Linked DNA regions of Rattus norvegicus: region 2 is linked to region 1. Evidence: chromatin contacts called from public Hi-C data. All regions are on one chromosome and are shown on one strand. The core of a region is the stretch at or near the end of the contact, and the rest is flanking DNA. Distances in the headings are between cores, read along the strand shown.

What was found. Hi-C and Micro-C count contacts between places; a contact is called where the count stands out from the background.
Region 2: a contact with region 1 is called in a Hi-C map of the A7r5 cell line, with 7 times the contacts expected there. The contact joins two enhancer-like sites. A contact is called at or near these places in 2 of 12 Hi-C or Micro-C datasets (the A7r5 cell line and Schwann cells).

What each region holds. Positions count from the first base shown.
Region 1 is chr17:23,140,011-23,144,537 of GRCr8, reverse strand. The region is part of intron 2 of Adtrp (androgen-dependent TFPI-regulating protein); the gene reads right to left. Among named protein-coding and RNA genes, the nearest start is that of Adtrp, 6.5 kb to the right of the region's middle. Within about 2 kb of position 2,332, at least 15 of the 93 cell types and tissues checked have an H3K27ac peak or open chromatin away from gene starts, as enhancers often do. A contact at or near this core is called in the A7r5 cell line, where this site is marked.
Region 2 is chr17:23,332,748-23,337,274 of GRCr8, reverse strand. It overlaps a transcript of Tmem170b not described here. Among named protein-coding and RNA genes, the nearest start is that of Tmem170b, 40 kb to the left of the region's middle. Within about 2 kb of position 2,629, at least 30 of the 93 cell types and tissues checked have an H3K27ac peak or open chromatin away from gene starts, as enhancers often do. A contact at or near this core is called in the A7r5 cell line, where this site is marked.

The DNA of each region.
Region 1 (4,527 bases), core at 1,083-3,582:
CAAGTTTATTTCCTTGCCCTAAAGCCAAAACCTTTTTAAACAACCCCAGGAAATGAAAATTTCTTCCATTAAAAAAAGAATAATAATTCTAGAGAGGGAGATTCCACAAGTTCCCTGAACAAGACATTATGACTCCTGTTGGATGAGTCAAGCAAGCCAGTGCCAAGCTCAAGGCTCCAGACCTAAATCGGCCACACTGGGACTTTCCTTACCCTTCTGTCAACCTGATGCAACCCTGGCAGCGAAAGACCATTCTAAAATTAAAGAGAACACAAGGACTAACAGGATTTGATGTTTTACCTGGTGGTATCAGAGAAAGTTGACCAGAAGGTGGATAGGATCCTCTCAGTCAAGGCTATCTGGGTCTATGAAGAGCACAATCCCACTCATAGTTCATGTGCATTTGAGGAAGATGCTGAAATGTGTGGCAAAAGGGTAGACTGTGGGGCACCCTACAGCTTCCACAATGAGATTTCTTTTTCTCTGTTGGGACGGTGGGTTGCAAGGGTGGAGGGAGGGTATCAGGGGAGAGAGGGATTGGAGTACATGGTGTGGAATTTACAGTGAACCAATCAAAAGTTAACAGCAACAAGATGCCAATGCTTCCTTCGTCCATGTAATCTCATCAACCTGGCTGTCTAAACACGACAAGCATACTGATACCAACTTGTTGGCATGCCAAGGTGGGCGTGGGACATTTCACATGGCCACACCCATCAATCAAGGGCCACAAGCAATCCATCCAGGACTGCCGAGGGAGCATCAGTGTTCTCTAGGGATGAGGCCCCTGATAGGTTATCCAAGCCAGGTGGTGAGCCCTAAACAGATGCTCACCTGAGTTTATGGAATCAGTGGAGCGTGTAGGTGTAAACCACTGACAACTAAAGAAGTTGTAAGTTTGAGTGGGAGTGGTTACAGATGTGGAGGAGTAGGAGGGGGAGAGGGAGTGGTAAAATTATGTAAATACGGTACTCATATAGGACATCCTCAAACAAATTAAATAAAAATACATCAACATAACAACAACAAAACTCCCTTGAGATAAACGAGGGCGTTAAACAAACAAAACCAGAAGGACAAATGTAAAGAATACAATTTGGAATAACAAGGAGAAAAATAGGGAGAGGAAGAGTTGTGGGATGTGTTGGTTAAGAAGGGTAGGAAGCCTTGGCCAAGACTGTGGGGCTAAGAGCAGCAGCTTTCTTATAGCAGGATTCCCTGGGACACAGCAACCTACAGAGAGGATGGGGTCTCCTGGTAAGTGGCTCATCCCTATTAGAAGTATGTACTGCTGACAATCCATTCAGCCAATATCCCTGGAGTGCCAGTTAGGAACCCAGAATTGTGTTAGAGATAGAATGGGCTGGCTCATGTCAGAATAAGGAAAAGGGGATGGGGGAGAAAGAGGATGAGGAGGAGAAAGAGAAAGAGGAGGAGGGAGAAAGGAACATTTTCTGTAACTTGTTATTGGTAGGATAAAAGCCAGGATGAGTGGAAAATTGTGTGATTCTGAGACGTGCCTATAGGGAATGCATTGAGGATAATATCCTCGATGTATCTGTGACAGGGAGGAAGAAGGATTTGGGGCAGTGCCGATCTAGAGGAGCTCTTGTATTGAGCTGCCCTGCCCTACCCTGCAGATATTCCCTGAATCAGCCCTTTCCCAGCCCCCAGGGAAGGGGGATAAACCCTAGTGGAGGCAGCTTCCCTCAGCTGAGGGTGCTTCTGGGAAGAGAGATCACCTGTGACCTACCGGAAGCCCACACACCATCTGGGAGCTGTGGAATGAATCTCTCAGCTCTGTGAGGTGGGAGGATATGTTTTCCTCAGTGCCACACAGGAACAAACCGAGATGTGAAAAGTTAGGTAACAATTCTCTTAGAATCACACAGGAAGTAAGTAGACAGCCAGGGCTCTAGCTCCAGAAACCTGGCTTCTCAGCACAGATCTCTCCACTGGGTTTAAAGAACGTATCAAAAATGCTATTCATCCTGCCTACTTAATCCATTCTAGCTGCTTTATTCGGGTGCTGCTGGTGTCCATTCCTTTTGTGCTGTCATCTGCAATCCCTTCAGACCCACGAGTGCTAAGTCAGGAAGAGTTTTAAACATTTTTGTGACCACCATCAGTCTTGTGTCTTTTGGACCCTGTAAAGCTAAAGATCTTCACAGATTAAGCTCTAAACTCGGTGATAGGAATTGAGGGTTTCCTTCTAGGTACCAGAGAGGGAACTGTAATGTAAATGGAACCCTGCCTTTCTACTGTTTGTAGGCTGTCTTGGAGTTTGGGCCAATAGGGAGGGGACTTCTTTTTCTCTAGCCATGAATCATCCTCTCTGGGGACATATGCAATGACATCACATTGCTGTCATGCTGAAAACTGGAGGATCATGAGGTTTGGGTCGCTCAAACAAGAGAGGAATGAAGGAAAAGCACGTGTCTGCTGGAGAAAGAGATTTGGGCTAGAAGGGGGAGAGACTCTAAGAATCTTACCTAGGGGCTCCTAAAAATGGGAAATCTGAGCAAACCCAATGACCCTGCACATCAAGAAGTGGCTGAAGACTCGTCACTTTCACTAATAGGTGTCCCTTAGGGCCAGGGACAGTTCTTGGATGGAAAGGGAGTAAAGGAAACCAGGAAGCACATTTGTGAAGGACTGAACTGAAGTAGGACAATCAGACTAAAATTGTGCATAGCATGATCTCCATACGCAGCTGCTAGGGCTTCATCACTCGTTAGAACTCAGTGCTCTCAGCTTACACCTGAAGCTGTACCTCCCCCAAAGCCCCCGGGTCAAGGGTGTCTACCCCAACAGCTACAGCAGAGAGAGCAGAGTTCTCCATTGACATCCTTTCCTAGCTAATGACAGGGAGTGTAGGGTGGAGAGGCACATACGGGAGCTGTGCATGTAGAATGTAGGTAGTATGAGGTGGTTGATTCTCATCCAGATCACCCACTAAGAACTTATCAAGGAGACCCATGCTCCACTAAACCAATATGTCCCACAGTAACTAACCATCCGTCAAACACAAGACTGACTCCAACCTTCCTGTTTCCTTTCTGTCTTCTCTTCTTTTCTCCTTACACCATGTTGAGAGCCTTCTAAGTTTATGGCCATGCTGTTGGCTTCTATTTGTTCTCCTACTTAACAAATGTGGGAATGGACAGCATAAAGTCCTTAGCCCTGGGTCACAGACACTAAGCAATAGGACAGAGGAACCCTTACAGTGGACATAACCACCAGAGCACAGTCCCTTTCTCTGGGGCCACCTCTCTGTCTTGTCCCCTTGCCCTTTCTCTTCTTAGCTAGAAGCTCTCTACTAGCCACCAACCCTTTGGCAGCTTCCATAGCTTCTTTTGAGACTTCCCGGGGGGCAGTTTCGGGAGAAAAATGGCGTGAAGCTCTGAAAGCTGACTTGTAATAAGACAGGCTTTGCTATTCAACTGGGACACAGACATGCACTCAGCAGACTAGAAATTAGAATGTCTGAGAGGGAAGGTACAGCAGACTCAGAAAGATAAAAGACACACATTCTCCTTCATATGTAGGCTCTAGATGTAACTGTTTCTATGCATGGGATGGAGCCTCTAGGTCATGAAACTAGAAAGGGGAGGAAAGAAGTCATGGGGAGAAAGAAAAAAAAGTCAAATGATGTACGTGACATGCAAGGAGGTTGGGGACTACTGGGGACAAGCAGGGCGAAGGGTAGGAGGGCAGAGGAAGGAAGTGTGGGTGGGGATCAATAAAATCAAAATCGGTATGAAAATTCCATGAAATGCCCATTTTTGTTTGTATTGCTCACACGAAAGCACATATAGAAGGTTAACAGGGCACATAACAAAGATGTTAAAAGTTATGTTTGATTTAAGATATAAATAAGAAGAGAAGGGATACAATCCCTGCTACGTGGATGGATTACAGAGATGGCTTAGTGGTTAAAGAACATTTGCTGCTCTTAGAGGACTCCTGTTCAGTCCCCAGTACCTGTAAGTTGGTATAAAACTGCCTATAATTCCAGCACTAGAAGATCTGGCAGCCTCTTCTAGTCTCCGCAGGCCCTGCACACACATGGTACACATGCAAACATGCAGGCAAAAGTTAATGTAAAACTAAGGCAAAAAACTAACATGTAAAATACAATATAATAAAATTTATAATTCTTACTAGCTTGAATTGGATACTGAGTTCATCAGTTTCTAATAAACATGAGTGTTAGAGGGGCTGGAGAGATGGCTCGGCGGGACTGAAGAGCATTGACTGCTCTTCCAGAGGTTCTGAATTCAATTCCCGGCAACCACATGGTGGCTCACAACCATCTGTAATGGGATCCGATGCCCTCTTCTGGTGAGTCTGAAACAGTGTATTCACATACATTAAATAAACAATTTTTTTTTTTAAAAAAAAGTAAGTTAGGAGATCTATAACCTGATCATTCTATTCCATTAAAATATAAGTCAGTTAAGAATGAATTGGCACAGATGAACAATCTATTTGAAAACCATCCTTGGATGTGTTCCCTAAAATATA
Region 2 (4,527 bases), core at 1,380-3,879, 190 kb before region 1:
CACACATTTTCTTCAAAGGGCAGCAATAAACATATGCAAGTTACTTTGATTCTTGAAAGTTGGCCTCAGAAGATAAGAATGCAGTTCAGTTCACTGCTGTAAAGGGAGACGCACAACTTACACCATCTGCGTCTGGTCCCAGGACAACTTCCGAGATCCATCTGCACATGGCTCTCCTCTTTGTAATATACAGGGTGAACTGCTGAAAACACACAGAATATATGTTAAAGTGAGTCCAGCACTTCAATGTCATTACACAGAATTTATTGGATTAAAGTTTGTAATATACAGTATTTTAATAAAGTTTCTGTATTCAATTTCATGCACTTATATATAAATAAACCTGTCTTTAAAAACTTTATACAGTGATGAACTCTTGGCTTGTTTCCATTCTGTCTCTCCTCACTTCGTTCCCAGTGGACTCACTGTGCTCTCACACACCAGTGAAGTGGTGTGGAGGCACTGGCATCTGTAAGATCTTGGATCCGATCCCTGGTTCCACAAAAGACATAGAAAATACAACTACATCCTCTCTGGATCTTTGTCACTTTTGTCTGGGCCAGCTTCACCTGTGGACTTTGAAAGAATTGGAAAGGTTAAGCAGCAAGTCGAAAGACAGTTTAGTCAACTTTATATTTGCTGGTAGCCAGTCTTGGCCTAAACCAATGCTGGGCCACATAAGCACTATTTCTAAGAGTCACTATTATAAAAATCATGTCACAGGGTGGGGTGGCAGCTCAGTCAGTAATGCTGGCAGCGTTTAGAGCCCCCGCACACATGTCAACAGTCAATGCCACGGCACATCCCTAGAAACAAGCACTAGGGTCACGGAGACAAAAGGCTCCCTGCTGCTTGCTTCTTAGCCAGTGCTGATTGGTAGTTCTAGGCCCAGTAGTGACTGTCTTTAAAAATAAGGTAGCCCTAGGGAGACGGCTCAGTGAGTGAAGGTGCTTGCCACTGAGGCTCATGGCCCGAATTCAATCTCTAGAACCCATATGGTGGAGAAAGTTCAAATATAAATGGAGAGGAATAGGAAGGCGACCTTGACACACATACGTGGCTTTATGGAACCTCAGGAGTCAAAGTCTAGTTGGAATTTGGGTTTTTAAAAGATTTCTGAGGGACACACCAAGCTAACGACCATCCTCTTGAGAAGGGAGCAGAGAGCCACACCCTGTGAATGTCACTGGAACAAAACCTAACCGAATTCTATAATGCCCAGGCTGTACAGTTCTCGAGTACACTGGTGTTCATTTAACTCCTACATTTACTAAACTGAAGTGTACTTTCCTCTTTTTTTGTAACAGAAAACGTTCTCATCCCGCCACATGAATTCCAAATTTCCTAAGTAAATACCTTTCCACACAGACCATGAACCCAATCAAATGAAACAGAAACATGAGACAAAGTACATCTTCCACAAATGCACACGAAGCTTATTACTTTGTAATTTCTTGGGCTCAAAGTAATATTTTGAAGTTTTTGAAGCAGGGTAAGTATCTTTACATATTTTATATCTGCTGAGCATTGTGAGAAGACCCTAGATTTCAGACAAGATCAGAGACAGAGAACCAAGAAAAAAGTTACGAGTCCGATTCCAAGCCTTGTGAAGAACAAGTCCTGTTCAGACAGGAGAAAACACCTCAGGCTTACTGATTGTGTGTGCACTTCCAACCCTGGTTAATTCATAAAATGATGACTGTGGTTTTAGGCAAAATGAAGGAACTCAACAAGACCCATGGTGCATCTTTCAAAGAAAAATTGGGTCTACCTCCAGAAACACTTGAGAAGCATCTAAACCTCTTGAGACTGTCTCCTTGCACTGAAATCATCATCATCACCACCACCACCACCACCATCACCACCACCACCACCATCACCATCATCATCACCACCACCATCACCATCATCATCATCACCATCATCATCACCATCACCACCACCACCATCATCACCATCACCACCACCACCACCACCATCATCACCATCACCACCACCACCACCATCATCACCATCACCACCACCACCACCATCATCACCATCACCACCACCACCACCATCACCATCATCACCACCACCACCACCATTAATTTGTCACCAGAGCCATTTCTGGGCTCATAGTCCTGAGGAGAGTTTGTAGAAAGGAATTGTGTTGGCTGGTTTAGTTGCCAGGCCACATTCTGTCACTAGATGGCAAAAGTGTTCCACCTTTTTCCACTTAGGCACCCAAATTAATTTAGTTTGGGCTTATTCCCTTAAGATGCGGCTAATTTTTGTTTGTTTGTTTGTTTGTTTGTTTGAACTCATAAGTGAGTAAATTAAATGAGGGAAAGCATGGTTTCTACATGACACTAACCCAATTTTTACTTTCTGAAGAAGGTTTAAGATACAGTGTTGGGGGTTATTTACAAATAAAAAATATCACACTAATTGTAATAATACTACTTTTTTTTTAACTATGTCATTAGCCTGACCTTGATTTATGTATTTTTCTTAAATCCAGACTTAATGCCTAAGGATATTTTATCAAATTGAATATAGTAGGAAGGTAGTGACGGTTACACAGTATCTGGGAGAAGAATACACCACCAATATTACACAACCTTACAGCACCATGACAATTGCCTGCCAAGTCCTGGTCTGCCACCCAGTGCTTCAACATGGCCATGTTCAGCTTCTGGGACTCTCAGTTTAAACATCAGTAAACCAGGAAGAACTCCCATTAGCCATTTGTCTTCAGGACAGGTAGGCAGTAATTCTAGGGAGTGATAATTAGGCGAAGCAAGGACCAGATTCTGGTTCTGGAGTAAGTGTGGTGCAGTTTTGAGAAATTTCTTTCACATTTAAACTGTCCCCTTGACCAGGGTGCTACTTCTGCCACAGAGCCTGCTGGGGGATTTTTCTTCTTTTTTTAGAAACAGTTATGGAGAGGAGCCTTACAAAGCAGAATGGGTGAAGTTGCTCAGCCAGCAAATTCCTTGCATTCCCTAGACCAAATATGTCCAAGCTGAGGAAGCCACAGCAGTGACTTCAGTGAGGTCCCCTGAAGGACAAGCATGCCGTGCCTGTCCGCCGTACCAGGTCAGCAGCCACCTCAGATCCTGTGGCTAATGGCTTTGTTGATGGTTGTACAGAAATAACTATAGCTGGGACCCCCGAAGGGTAAGTGCTTTTATGTACAGAGCTTCCGACTTGAAAGGCACACAGCGCATTACACAGTGTGCTCTGGGCTCTGTAGGGACTGCAGATAAACACGGGAGTTGCTTCCAGCTGTGGTCAGGACACCTCGAGAAGAGGACCTGAGAGTTCTCATAAGCCTGCCGTTCCTTCCTTGTCCCTTTATGTTGACACTGGTGCCATGGGGTGACTCTAAACAGTGATACAAAAAAGTATTAGGACACCTTACAGAAATGGGTGGGATTTTTCCTGAAGGAGAAACCTGGTTCTCTTTCTGGTCTGACCTCCATGTATGTGAGACTCCATTTTAACTCTAATGTGTCTGTTGGTCTACTTCTCCAGTGTAGATGAACTTCCCTTCTCTTCTCAGAGTTCGAGCTGAAGCTGTTCATGTAACACCATCTGAACAGGTGTGTTCTCTTACTTCCCTAGGCTGGGACGGATCTGTCACTGTGAACCCAACACCAACCTAAACTCAAGCTGTAGCCCCAACTGTATGCTCAACACTAGCACTGTGAAGCTTTAGTCTCTGCTTAGTTCAAGGTTGTGTAACCTGAGCTACTTCGTTTTTCAAGGTCAATGAGAAGGCAGGAGAAATTCAAATCTAAATCATTAAGTTCCCCCACCTCACCCCTGTGTATACGTGTGCCTAGAGAAAATATAAAAGTTGCTATTATGGGCAGAGTAGTAATTACATTGTTTCCCAAAATTTCCTTCAACCCTCTTTAACACACTTTATTTTATTTTCCCCGTCTGATCTTACTTGGAAAGTACTTTTGTTGTTCGTTTAGGGGACATGTTGCTCCTGTTTGGGTTGCAATGCAGGGCTTGGTGCACACTGGGAAAGCATTCTTCCACGGGGAAAAACCTCAATGTGTGTTTTGCTTCTGCTTTTCTGTCCAGAATACATTTACTTACTTGTTAAACAAAGGTCTTTCATGGGACTCGGGCAGCTGATTAAACAAAGTCTGTTCTGAGAGCCGCCCTACAGTGACTACAGCAGTCCTTGTCTGGACTCTGGTAAGCCTTGGAGGCCTGTGGGTTCTTTGGACACGGATTATTTCCTAGGTAGCCTGAGCCCAGCTCCTCTACACACCATAAACCTTCCTCCTAACGCTTTAGCGGAAAGGCCTGCCTGAGGTTCAGGTGGAATTGTTTGTTTGTGTTGGGAGTGAGGCAGTTACCCAGTTCCTTTATCATAATGGTTATATATCAGTGTCCAAGGACTGGTAAAGTATCCCTACATTGTTTTAATCAAGGCCTAAACTAACCAGACTGTTTTCCTTCCTAAATAAAGCTCGTGTGGATTCCAGGCTCTTGATTCTTCACTGATATAATCCGGAGCGCCAG